Regions from separate parts of the Oncorhynchus mykiss genome. Here region 2 is linked to region 1. The links are chromatin contacts, called in public Hi-C maps. All regions are on one chromosome and are shown on one strand. Each heading gives the region's core, a stretch centred on a gene start, on an enhancer-like site or on the middle of the called end of the contact. The rest is flanking DNA. Distances are from core to core; before and after follow the strand shown. Region 1 holds the start of tti1 (TELO2-interacting protein 1 homolog). Region 2 holds the start of e2f1 (transcription factor E2F1).

Region 1 (6,546 bases), core at 3,684-6,183:
GCAGTGTTGGAACTGTGGGTCCAAAACAAGAGGTCAAGTACACAGTGGAATTCACACCTACTAGCACCGGGTCCAGGACCCTAACGGTAGATTTTGACAGTGACAAGCTGAGCAACATCAAGGGATACTTGAACATTGAGATAAAGGAATGAATCATTTAACAGCCAACGACACTAATGCCATTATTATTATTTTTTTTTAAAGAAGAGATTTGCCACATTTCAATTGCACTGCCTTGCAGTATTTGATGACATCTGTACGTTTGCATGCTGTAGCACTTAGATGAGCATTTCTAATTATTCAAGAAATACAAATATTCGATTTGTTTCACAGAAAAGTGAATGGCCTTTTTACATTTGTAAATGCTGTGAAAGTCCATTGTTCTACATCAGATAGCGCAGCAAATATGTTTGCACTGAATCAGAGACAAGTGTTGTGTAGAAGTAAAGCCACCTGTAGGAAGACAACGGTAGAAGTCGATGTGCACCTGAATGTCCACCTAAAAATATAAACAGACTCAGTGTATCAATGTCACAGTCAGAGTATAAACCAGTCTGGACAGCTTTAGTCCGAGTATAAACCAGTCTGGACAGCTTTAGTCAGAGTATAAACCAGTCTGGACAGCTTTTTTTCCAATTGTTCAATTTTATTTGTATCCATGGATTTGTTTTTTTTTACTGAAAAACTACAGCTTTAGTACATTATCTGCAAAACATCATTTCTTGGGGCAGATGCCCTCCTATTACTCCTACTGCATTCTGTAACATTGACAAGCACTTATCTCCCAGGATCCATAATCCAAACTTAAGAGATCGCAGAAATCAGATTGTCAACCATCGTAAAACTGAGTTAACGATTGACTCCTGAGGAAGGAAGGACTGCAGCGGTGACAGAAGGAACCGTGAGCCAGTTCAGATTCTGCTACTCTGTCAAGTCTGAATAATGCTGAATAATTGGTGGCAAGGCACAGCCCTGAAAAGCATCAGTCTGCTAGTTAGTTTGACATTTGTACCAAGTGATGCAATCATCAAAGACCATTTTATGGACACGTGTTTCTAAGTGACTGTAAGTCAGTGTCTCCAACTGCCCCAAGTTCGCTCTCATAACTTCTATCAACCACATGTCTGAGGGCTAAAATATTTCACATTGGATTGAGAAAAACTACCACATGGTTGTAACGGTATCGACTGATGATTGGTATGCATGACGACAGACCTGAAAAGTGTTGAGCTGGAATAATGGAAGATGAAAATAATATCACAAACAAAATATAACCTACATAGAAAAACATCCCCCCCTCCCCAACATTACAAAAATCAACCAACTTTAAAGCCATTAAAATAAATGAGATGCATCTCTTCATAAAGATCTAGTGGGTGTGTGAGCCACCATCCCACCATACGAGCACATAAACAATGCAGAAAAATGGGGATTGGCTGATGACCAACACTTCTCTTCTTTCCAACGCAGAATCAGTTAGCTGGCATTCACAATAAAAACAAACAGGAGAAATTTGTCCAAGCTGGTGGAACAGAATCGTCAACAGCCATTGTCTCCCCCACCAGGGATGTCCCCAAGCTCCCACTGTCCCTCTGAGCCTCTCCCTAGGGTTCAGTAGCAAGAGAGCAGGTTCAACAGTGTGTGCCCTGGCAAGAGGCAGGGTGTGGCAGGGAGCTCAGTCGGTGGAGAACAGGTCTCCAGCAGAGGGTAGAGGAGCCAGACCTCCCGTCACATTGGGCAGCAGAGAGAGGTCAGGCAGGCTCTGGATGTGGGACTTGAGGTCCTTGCGCACCTGTGTGACCCGTGCCAGCTTCTGTTTGTACTCCTGCAATACAAAGAACGCTACTGATGTCAAACGGTACACAGTTCAGATGGGTTCACTGATTACTTCTTCTAAACAAGCCATAGCTGCTGTAATTTTATAATGGGAACATAAATATTTCCACATTCTAATTACTTGTTTGTAACAAGAGACAAGTAAAACAGTGATTTAGATGGTTTAGACATGCCTCCAGTTTCTTCTCCCTCTCGGTGAGGGCTTCCTTCTGGCTACCGATGTACTCTGTCAGCATGCGCGCCAGCTGCCTCCTGTCCTCCAGCTCAGCAGCCAGACGTCCGTTATACTCAGCCAGCAGTAGACAGGCCTCATCCACCGTCTTGGACAGTTTATCAGCTGCCTCCTTATCTATAGGGTCAGGGTGAGTCAAGTCAAACAGGGTGGAATGTTTCCTTAAGCACAATTTCGAAAACGATTTAATTCACCAAATTTAAGTTTGAAAAAATAATCCCTTCACCTACAATACACATTGAGTTTGGAGATGGGCGGGGACAAAAGTTCACCTGTGCTCCAGATACCACGAAGACTCCCTCGGGACTTACCAGTAATCTTCTCTAGCAGGGACACATCCTGCACCTCCTGTGGCAGAGAGGCAATCTTCTGGCGCACAGCAGCATCACCCGAGGCCGCATTCTCTAGGTCCTGCAGGGCTTTGACCAGCTCCTCCGTCTGAGGGGAGGATGGGGGAAGAAGTGAAGGGTGTGTGAATACCAAAGCTCTAGGTATCAATCTCCAATTTTCAATCTGGAGAATGTTTCTAAAACACAATTAACAAACAAAGTACAAAAACGACAATTTTCCAAATCATGAGTCCATTGGACATCTATGGATCACTGACACCTAGTGGAGAGTTGGGAGATAATTACAACTAGTGTGAAAAGCTGTCACATTGCAGTGTAATAAGCAAAGTACTGGTGGATGGGCTAAAGACATATGGAGTTGTGTTAGTTCTGTCTACCAGCTGTGGCCCTGAGATGTCTGAATCCTGTGGGGACATGTGGCCCCTGTAGTCGTCATCTTCTTCCTCTTCTTCCAGCTCCTGGATTTTCTGATAGGTCCGTTTAGGGGCCTTCTTCTCTTCTGTATAAAAAAATACCACAGATTTATACAAAAACAACCAATTGGAAGATGATGTTGCATGGGAATTCTGACATCCAAACACACACACACACACGAAACATGCTGTCACCAGTCAGTCATCTAGTAAAGCTGTACTGCTACATCAGTGATAACCTAACTGACCGTACCTGTGGGTTGGTGTTGGGGGCTGTTAGAGTCTTCGATGGCGAGCTTCAGCTGCTGGATGAACTCTACCTTGTAGAGGCTGCGCTCCTGCCAGATAGTGAGCAGCCTGTCCATGGGCCTTCTACAGCCATCATCAGCCTCTCTGAGGGAGAGAGAGAAAAAGAGAGATTTATCATGAAATTCAACTCTTCCTAGCCAAGCAACTCAATAACTTATTTTATACTCTTGGTTCTTGTCTTGTTATACTGCAGTAGCAGTGTACTCCACATACCAATGTTTAGAAGCAGGTTAATGTCTTACTGATGTAGCTAGGCCAACCCTCCAATGCAAACACGGTATACTAAAACATAGGCCTGCAGCACAAGTCTCTTAAAGGAACATTTCAGTGCGAGAGAAAAGTTTAGCTCTGAAACTGTATCATCCCAGACCACATACCTTGCAACATGAGAGCAAGCATCAACAAGGACTGTCTCAAAGTCTTTGGCGAACTCTGGACCTTTCTTCTTGCTGTTTTGAATCACATCATTGGCAAGATAAAGGAACGTCAACTTCCTGCTGCTTTTTGCTGAAAGACAAATACAGAAAGTAGAAAAGACAAATACAGGAAGTAGACAAGACAAATACAGAAAGTAGACAAGACAAATACAGAAAGTAGACAAGGTAAATAACAGTGTTTGGCATACTTCAAGTGACATTAACGTTTCAGTTTACAACTAGCTGTGGTAGACAATATTGTCGAGGTGGCAACGTTCATAAGTTCTCTCACCTTTCTTCAGTTCTCTGTGCCATACTTTGACGATGAGCGACGAGTGTTTGCGATGATGAATGATCCACAGAGACAGCGTCTGAACGCTCTGCTGAGAGTTGCTGAGCTCCGAAAGCTTCTTCTCCAACGCAGACTCAGAAAATGATGACATGATGTGCCCAGATAGGTCTTTCTTTGATATGCCTCACCTCACAACTGTTTCTTGGACGTTAACTAAGGAAACTAGCAATGTCATCAAAAACAAAAGTTCCAGACAGTTAGCCATGCAACCTGCTAATGTTATGCATGAAACCCCCTAACGTTAACTACCCAAACGTCTGTTTGTCCATGCTTCTCGAGTCTTTCTTAATTTAACTACCTACAAAAACGTGTTCAATTATGCAATCGCCTTTACATTGATGAGTTCGCAATCTAGTAAACGTGTTTACCTCGCTATCTAACGATAACGTTATAGTATCTATTTACAAATAGCCATCTAGAAAGTCCTAGCTAGATAGCGTTAGCCTAGCGAGTTAGCTAACATATTCACTGGCTTTGTTTTCTCTCTAGCTATTCTGGGATACTAGTTGCAAGTTCATTACCAATACATCCATTCACAGTCTAGTAAATGTGCGTTTCAATACACATATATGTCGCTATACCGTCACTCCGTTAGCCAGCTGTCTTTCTAAAAGTCTCTGGATCTCTTCAAAGATGGCCGCTTGACCTTTCACCCGACAGGTACAAAATCTGTTCGAAAAACGTTGCAGAGTAACTGGTGAAATTAGATCATTACTTGAAATATTAGCAAATTATTGTCACGTATAGCTCTATATTAAACGACATACATGTACATGCAAATTAGCTCGCTAAATCAACCGCTGTCGGTCAAGTATCATCATGCTTTGCTTAGGGTGGGAAAACGACAAAGATACAATCGTACCGTTTCCTTTAGCCAGTTTTGCAGGTCAAAAAATTGAAGTGCAGCGAAATCAACTTTGACCCCAACATATGTTTAAATATAATTAATTTACAAGTATTAACTGCACCAAAACAAGCAAGCTAGCAAACAAGCATGGTAAACACAGCTATGCGACGCAGGATAATGACGTAGCTACAGGGAAAAGTGACGCTAGTGTGACAGTCAGCTAGGACAGTCTTCATTCAGTTTCAGTGCTGTATCTCGAAAGGAGTTCGTCTCAGATGTCCGTTACAAAATATTTACTAACAAAGGTAAGCTAATTTGAAGCTTACTTTGTTAGGTTACTCTTGCTTTGGCATTTAAGCATTCCATTAGATAGCTAGCTTTCTGTCTATCTAACGTTAACGTTACCTTTAGCAAGGATGGCCAGGCAAAGTTCTGTTTTGGGTTGACGAGCAAAGGACCAAAGTTAGGCCTATAAGATGAACATTTAGGTAACTGAAAGATAAGCTATTATTCTGATAGTCAAAATAATTTTAATGCATTGAGCATGCCTACTGCTAAACTGCATCCCACTACTGCATCCCAAAACAGTTTATGATCAAATGACCAATTTCATCATTCTCTCTTTCAGTGAGTGACCTCTGTCTTCAAAGAATGGACCATCAGATTGATGACCCAAAGCTTGCTTTTGCTTACCTCCGTCCAGCCTGTGTGCTCCTGACTCGTGAGCCCACGGTGGGCAATGTGGAAACCCTGAGCACACAGCTGAGGCATGTAAATCATGGAACTCTGCAGCAGCTGCAGGACTATGTCCTTTTTCCTCTCCGCTTCATCCTCAAAATCCCTGGCCCCAAGCGGGATGGCTTGATCCAGGCTGTGGCTGAGGCCATGGGATATGTCCTGGAGAACACCTGTGTACGGAGCTGGGAGACGCTGAGGGACCTTCTCTCCGAGCTCTGCCTCTGCCTTTGCTCCCCCACGGACCCAGGGAAGCCAGCACCTACCTCCGAGGAGCTGAGAGCTGCAGTACTGAGGTGCCTGGATGCTCTGCTCCATGCAGCCTATGGTGACGTGGTCTTCAAGCTGTTTGAGCCCATCATGCTGCCTGGCCTTGGGGCTGCTATCTCCCTGCTGCTGGCACTGGGAGAGCAGGAGAAGTCCCGCACCGTGCAGGCTGCTGCTCTGAAATGCCTGCAGGCCCTGACCCTCCAGTGTGACTGTTCTATGGACCATGTGTTGGTGGGTCAGAAGGAGAGGCGTATCCTAGGCAGCACCATGGCTTCTTTCTTACCTGGGATCACCATCGCTGTGAGCCGTGTGATCACTGGCGATATGAGACATGGACATGCTGTCACAGTTAGGGCCATTAAGGTGTGGTTTAAGACAGTGGGATTGGTGATGGCTGATGACCAGCTTCAGAACACAGGGACTGGGGAGAGACAGCTGTGGGAACTAGGGAGAGCATGGGAGCTGGTAGTGCAGAGAACTCAAGACTGGGTGCGAAACACCTCTGGGAGGCTGGCCTTACTGTTAAAAAAGATCATCTCCTGCACCTCAGCTCATCAGCACTGGAGAGTGAGGCTTGAGATGGTGAACTTCTCAGACCACCTCCTGGCCAACTGTAACTCCTCCCTGGGTGAGTGTGTGGGCCCCCTCCTGGAGGCTCTGGTGGGGGCTGTGAACGATGAGGAGCCCACTGTGAGGGAGAGGTGTGAGGCTGCCCTGAGGGAGGTTGCAGAGAGGCATCAGAGCTCAGATAGTAACAACCAGGCCTTTACTGACGTTCTGTCAGAG
Region 2 (6,914 bases), core at 685-3,184, 150 kb after region 1:
AAGCGCTTGGTGGTCAGGTTCAGAGACGTGTCATAGCGAGACTTCTCTGTGGAAAGCTTTGGAACTGAGAGAGAAAGGGAAACAGGTAATAAATACAAGTATTTTCATTCCTTTGGCCAAAATTATAATAGTTATAACTGAACTATCATTAATAGTTATATTTAAGTTGTGAATGTAAAACAGGGTGTCTTGTACCTCTAGGAGGTGCTGGTGTGGATGTTGGGGCTCTCCCAAGAGAAGGGGGGCGAGAGGTGCTCACATATTGGTGATCACTGTCCAAGTCCAGCTTCCTCTTCACCTGAAACACAATTTATAAAAGGGGTGGGGGACAAGGTCAAATGTTAGTATAGATGCACACAGATAAGTATTTCTCACACAGACACACTTTCTGTAGTCAGTGTACAGGGATAACCTTATCCTAGTCACACTCCGGCCAACACCCATTACAAAACGGTCAGTTAACTACCGGTGGTCGTCCCAGAGTTGGCCGTCGCTGGTCCTGGACCACATCTGCAGGGCCTTGGGGGGTGGCGAACAGAAGGATCTCTCCAGTGTTGCTGGGGACTGCAGAGTTGAAGCCCACATTGCTGGGAGTGGAGATTATGACTATTTGGTGGTCCTCTGAGAGGCCAATACTCCCAGCATTCAGAAGAGACTCAAAGTCTACCAATAGATCCTCCGACGTCTGACCTGATAGGAGCGTTTCTGACATCGCACACACAACTGGGGTGCTCTAGTCCCCTAGATCGTGTTGGGGCAGAATTCAAGTCCAATGGCTTGGTATGGTAGTATTAGCACCTTTTGACATATGTCATCTCTAATGTATGCGCATAATAGTGTAAATGTATTGAAAGAGTTGGCTTTCAAATACTGAGGTTAAACATGTCTAATATTAACAGTATCTTGCTGACAATCAAGCTCCAACAAAGCTGACTCATTCGAAAATGTATGGTCAAAGGTCAAATATAGGGCGTGATTCCTACAAATTAGCCAGCTATAAAATAACGTTGAGACAGTGGTTGAGGTTTCTGACAGCTTCAGTCTAATATACAGTAGTTCGTCTGAAACCATACAATACAGCAACACTTATGCTATATTGATAGTTGAAAAAAGTGTAATAAACCAGCACCAAGGTCAGCTAGCGTGCTAACTTGCTGCGAAGTTTTTCTAACTAACGTTAGGTATTTTCATCTTTCCAATGACTGCGGCGAGGCCACATATAGCAACTCCTTCCCTTTGTCCATTGTCGTTAGCTAACTAGTTATTTACTGTAGCTAACGTTGATTTACATCAACGTTAGTTTGGAGCAAATTGTAAACATAATGATAATAATTTGCTTACTGTGTTGCTAGCGAACAGAGTTAATTGAATACTGTATCCAACGACCTAGAAAAGTTGAGCGAGTTAGTTAACTAGCTGGCTTGCTAGTATTGTTAGCCAAGAAATTGGGTTGTGTTCGCTTCAGGGTTAACTTCGAACACAACTCAAGTTTCATACGAAGCTCACAAGCAAAACATCAGCTACAACAAGTCAACAATCTAAATACTTATTACACTTCCTAACAAAATTGCACTACCCAGAACGTCTAGTTACCTTGGAAGAATAAATAACCTGATTTATATAATGCGTTATTTCAAAATGACAAAATTTGGGCAAGTTAGCATGCTAGCGAGATACAGTACTAGCAAACTCAGTTCTTCACCCACTCGTTATGGTCAACACACCCAGGAAGTAATACCGCAAAACTGAAATAATGACAAATATTCACCCAAAAAATCTACATATCCGATCAACGAATCATATGGATCGTTTCAATGAACACCTTGACTATAATCCGTGCACAAAATGTCTCATCTGAGCCCCAAATCAACTATGATATGTTGTGCTATTATCCCAGCTGATCAGAACAAGAGTTGAGGTTTACCCGCCAAATCCTTTAGCCGCGAAACTGGCATGTGCATGAATATCACGATTTCAATTGGCTGAGTGAATGCGCCCCGCTAAAGTCAGACTTGTCATTGGTTCAATGAAGTGCCACTCTATGTGATACCACGCTCGTTGTTTTGAATGGGAAAATATGTTTTTGTCAGATAAAATGTAAGAAAGTGTATATTAGACTATATCCTAACTCATTTGATTCACTTAATTATTTGGTAACTATTTTGTGATGCAAATCAAGAGGGGTGCAGGAGTTACCGCCGAGTTACCATAGCCATTAACATCTGACTTGGGATCAGCCTGTCCTACCCAATCCCAAAGTAAAAAGACAAGACCAATTCTGTTGGAACTGGTCCTGGAACAGCTGTTGGGAATCCGCCCACCTAACTTTATCGGACACGCAGTCGTATTAATTGAGCGCCTACACACAGAAGAACTACAAGATGGCGCAGGCTATATTTGAAGTCCTGGAAGGTATCAATACATTTGATCATATTCACACTTTTATTTTAGCAACATGCTAGTGGGTTTTAAGACAACGCTTTCTAGCAACAGTGCGGTTATTTTAAGTTATCTTGGAGGTGAAATTATGTCATTGTGGTATGATAAAGCCATTATAATCGATGCCAGACAGCTAGCTAGCTATTATTTCGTTGAGCGAATTTTTATAATCTTCCATGGATTCTTTAGATTTGCTTGTGGTAATGCATTGTTTTTCCCTTGGTTTGGTAATTCGTTGAGAATAAACAACTGCCACTTGAGCTAGCAATCATTTACCACCACCAGAAAATGGCAGGAATCGGCAGCCTTGTTTTCGGAAAGAGCAGTGGCGCACCAGTCCTATCACGCATTTTGATTTGTTCATGTCGAACTGTGGTATATGCACCATGATTTGCACCGTTCTGAACCCCAGTTATATTATTCTGTTCCAGGGATGGACAACCAGACAGTCCTGGCTGTCCAGTCTCTGTTGGATGGCCAGGGAGGTGTGCCTGACCCAAACAGCCAGAACGTCTCAGGCTCATCTACCATTCAGTCAATGGGTGTGCGCTTCTCTTCACTTCCCCTTTCTCCTCTTGATCAGTGCATGACTGCATTGTGTTGGTCATAGAGAGGAACTACTCTAACACACATCAACCATGCATTCTGCATCTCGATTTATTGCCATTGAAATACTGAAGTGTTGATATATCCCCAATTGTTCTCTACAGACGACGAAGACGTCTTTCTTTGTGGGAAGTGCAAGAAACAGTTCAATTCATTGCATGCCTTCATGACCCACAAGAGAGAGCATTGCCAGTCCAATGCCCCTTCCCTGTCTACAGTATCACTGGCATCTAGTAATGCCTACACCCCTGTGCCCTCCATTAGCTCTGTGCCACAGACCCCCGCCAACAGACAGGTGGGTACTGGCTTCTTTTTTATTGTTAGCTGAGATGTTTGTTATTAATTAGTCTCTTCCCAAAGTGGAGTGCCATGAGTGAGAAACTAGTTACTCATCTCCTGTATGGGCCAGTGCGTCGTACCATAGCATCCTCTCTAGAACAATAATTTGCTTGCATTGTAAATGCTGGCTAATGCGGTCTTCCTTTTTTCTTTGTTTTGCCATCCACATCAGGTATCCACATACATTACAGTGCCTCCATCTCCTCTTACTCACACACTTGTCCAAGGCAATGTTTTAGTGAGTGATGATGTTCTGATGTCTGCCATCTCCGCCTTCACGTCCATTGACCAACCCATGGCAGCTTTGCAGCCCCCTATTCAGGTAAGTGGTGTTCATTGAATTAAGCTATTCTTCTGGCTGTATTCACTATAAACAGTTGAAGTTGGAAGTTTACATACACCTTAGCCAAATACATTTAAACTCAAGTTTTTCACAATTCCTGACATTTAATCTTAGTAAAAAATCCCTTTCTTAGGTTTGTTAGAATCACCACTTTACTTTAAGAATGTGAAATGTGAGAATAATAGTAGAGTGATTTATTTCAGCTTTTATTTCTTTCATCACATTCCCAGTGGGTCAGAAGTTTACATACACTCAATTAGTATTTGGTAGCATTGCCTTGAAATTGTTTAACTTGGGTCAAATGTTTTGGGTAGCCTTCCACTAGCTTCCCACAATAAGTTGGGTGAATTTTGGCCCATTCCTCCTGACAGAGCTGGTGTAACTGAGTCAGGTGTGTAGGCCTCCTTGCTCACACACGCTTTTTCAGTTCTGCCCACAAATGTTCTATGGGATTGAGGTCAGGGCTTTGTGATGGCCACTCCAATACCTTGACTTTGTTGTCCTTAAGCCATTTTGCTACAACTTTGGAAGTATGCTGGGGGTCTTTGTCCATTTGGAAGACCCATTTACAACAAGCTTTAACTTCCTGACCGATGTCTTGAGATGTTGCTTCAATATCCACATACTTTTCCTACCTCATGATGCCATCTATTTTGTGAAGCGCACCAGTCCCTCCTGCAGCAAAGCACCTCCACAACATGATGCTGCCACCCCCGAGCTTCACGGTTGAGATGATGTTCTTCGGCTTGCAAGACTCCCCCTTTTTCCTCCAAACATAACGGTGGTCATTATGGCCAAACAGTTCTATTTTTGTTTCATCAGACCAGAGGACATTTCTCCAAAAAGTATGATCTTTGTCCCCATGTGCAGTTGCAATCCGTAGTCTGGCTTTTTTATGGCGGTTTTGGAGCAGTGGCATCTTCCTTGCTGAGCGGCCTTTCAGGTTATGTCGATATAGGACTCGTTTTACTGTGGATATATAGATACTTTTGTACCTGTTTCTTCCAGCATCTTCACAAGGTCCTTTGCTGTTGTTCTGGGATTGATTTGCACTTTTCGCACCAAAGTACGTTCATCTCAAGGAGGCAGAACGCGTCTCCTTCCTGTGCGGTATGATGGCTGCGTGGTCCCCTGGTGTTTATTCTTGCGTACTATTGTTTGTACAGATGAATGTGGTACCATCAGGCATTTGGAAATTGCTCCCAAGGATGAACCAGACTTGTGGAGGTCTTTTAATATTTTTTTCGGAGGTCTTGGATGATTTCTTTTGATTTTCCCATGATGTCAAGCAAAGAGGCACTGAGTTTGAAGGTAGGCCTTGAAATACATTTACAGGTACACCTCCAATTGACTCAAATGATGTCAATTAGCCTATCAGAAGCTTCTAAAGCCATGACATCCTTTTCTGGAATTTTCCAAACTTTTTAAAGGCACAGTCAACTTAGTGTATGTCAACTTCTGACCCACTGGAATTGTGATACAGTAAATTATAAGTGAAATAATCTGTCTGTAAACAATTGTTGGAAAAATTGCTTGTGTCATGCACAAAGTAGATGTCCTAACCGACTTGCCAAAACTATAGTTTGTTAACAAGAAATTTGTGGAGTGGTTGAAAAATGAGTTTTAATGACTCCAACGTAAGTGTATGTAAACTTCCGACTTCAACTGTAAATCTTGTTTACTTTCCCTTCTCAGAGTAACCTGAGTATGCACACAGGTGCATCCTACCTCCAGCACCATCAGCAGTCCTCCCACTCTCTCCCACCTGGACAGTCTCAGCCTCTGTCCTCCCAGGTGCTGTCCAGTATCAGCAACTCAGTGGTCCAGGTCTACAGCACTATGCCTCAAATGTCTGGGAGTGGTAGTGCAGAGATTCACACCCTGGGCTTGCAGCCGTTCCAATCTGTACAGGTGAGCTTTTACTAAGGCAATCTGTAATTTGCACAGAATGAGGAAGATGACAGACTTGTTTATTTCCATGTCTGTACTCTGCAGTGTGTGGGCAACATCCTAAAGATGTTGGACCATTAGTTCATGTGTTATACATGGCCAGGTTGCAGTTGTAAATGTGAACTTGTTCTCAACAGGCCTACCTGGTTAAATTTAAGGTGAAATAATAAAATAAAATGTATTATTTCTTCCCCACAGGTCCCCAGTCAGTGTGTGGAGAGCCAGTCATTCAACACTCCTCCAGTATACAGTCCTGGGAAGCAAGGCACCAAGACCAAAACCTGCAGCATCAATGCAAACCTAACTGAGCTTGAAGAGTTTGACAAGGTGATCATTCCTAAACAACCAAGAAATGTCAAGAAAGGCCAGGATGGAGCAGCAGGTATGATTTTGAGAAACAAATGTCAATATACATATAGGTCTATATCCTAAGAAATTCGTATTTATTTTTTATATTACATGTTTCTCATTATTGGCTAAATAGAATAATGTTGTCCGTTCTATGCATCGGCTTTTCAGCTGAACAAATGAAAGGAAAGTCCCAGAAGCTTAAATGCAATTTCTGTGACAAAGTCTTCTCCAAAAACTTTGATCTCCAGCAACATATCAGAAGGTGAGTTTCACAAATCGAGTTCACCAATCAGCCCAAATAAAAAAGCACTATCCATATGCATTGAATCTACCCAGGATAAGAATATCACATGTATTATATTATAATCTTGGATGTCTCCACAGTCATACAGGGGAGAAGCCTTTCCAGTGCATTGTATGCGGCCGGGCCTTTGCCCAGAAGTCTAATGTGAAGAAGCACATGCAGACACACAAAGTGTGGCCTTCGGGAGTGGCCAATTCAGTGTCCAGGCTACCCATCACAGTCAAGGTGGTACCACTGTGTGCAGAGGAGGGCATAGAGCAACAGGAAGAACAGGAGGAACAACAACAGGAAGAGGAGGAGCAGCCAGGTAATCATCTCACTGTCTAATCATGATCAGTTCTCTATAGGCCACTAAGACCTTTTTAAGGATGACATAGTGGCAATAAGTAATGATTACCAAAATCCAAAGTCAATGAAATATGTAGTAATGTATAAGGGCTTAAGTATGTATTATAAATGTAGATTGTGTACTGAATGTGTGTCCAGAAGCCCCAGGTGAGCCCGAGGAGAGAGACTGTGACTCCCAGACTGATGTGGACAGCTTGGGAGATGGTGACTGCAAGCAGAAAGGCCAGCAGGCCC

What was found. Hi-C and Micro-C count contacts between places; a contact is called where the count stands out from the background.
Region 2: a Hi-C map of blood shows a contact between it and region 1, with 6 times the contacts expected there. The contact joins the promoter of e2f1 here to the promoter of tti1 in region 1. A contact is called at or near these places in 2 of 3 Hi-C or Micro-C datasets (blood and liver).

What each region holds. Positions count from the first base shown.
Region 1 is chr16:49,785,020-49,791,565 of USDA_OmykA_1.1, forward strand. tti1 (TELO2-interacting protein 1 homolog) reads left to right here and starts at 4,934. Exons shown (of 8, transcript XM_021566293.2): 1 at 4,934-5,060; 2 at 5,388-6,546. The coding sequence starts at 5,407. It overlaps LOC110492200 (regulation of nuclear pre-mRNA domain-containing protein 1B), which reads right to left and starts at 4,934. Exons shown (of 9, transcript XM_021566295.2): 1 at 4,771-4,934; 2 at 4,490-4,577; 3 at 3,849-4,070; 4 at 3,518-3,647; 5 at 3,085-3,224; 6 at 2,796-2,917; 7 at 2,380-2,506; 8 at 2,010-2,185; 9 at 628-1,825. The coding sequence starts at 3,999. The coding sequence ends at 1,676. It overlaps tgm2a (protein-glutamine gamma-glutamyltransferase 2), which reads left to right. Exons shown (of 13, transcript XM_021566294.2): 13 at 5-1,292. The coding sequence ends at 152.
Region 2 is chr16:49,936,954-49,943,867 of USDA_OmykA_1.1, forward strand. e2f1 (transcription factor E2F1) reads right to left here and starts at 1,935. Exons shown (of 7, transcript XM_021566302.2): 1 at 467-1,935; 2 at 196-298; 3 at 1-64. The coding sequence starts at 712. It overlaps znf341 (zinc finger protein 341), which reads left to right and starts at 2,292. Exons shown (of 16, transcript XM_036947164.1): 1 at 2,292-2,412; 2 at 2,871-2,981; 3 at 3,150-3,340; 4 at 3,557-3,706; 5 at 5,423-5,638; 6 at 5,876-6,059; 7 at 6,197-6,290; 8 at 6,413-6,639; 9 at 6,819-6,914. The coding sequence starts at 2,382.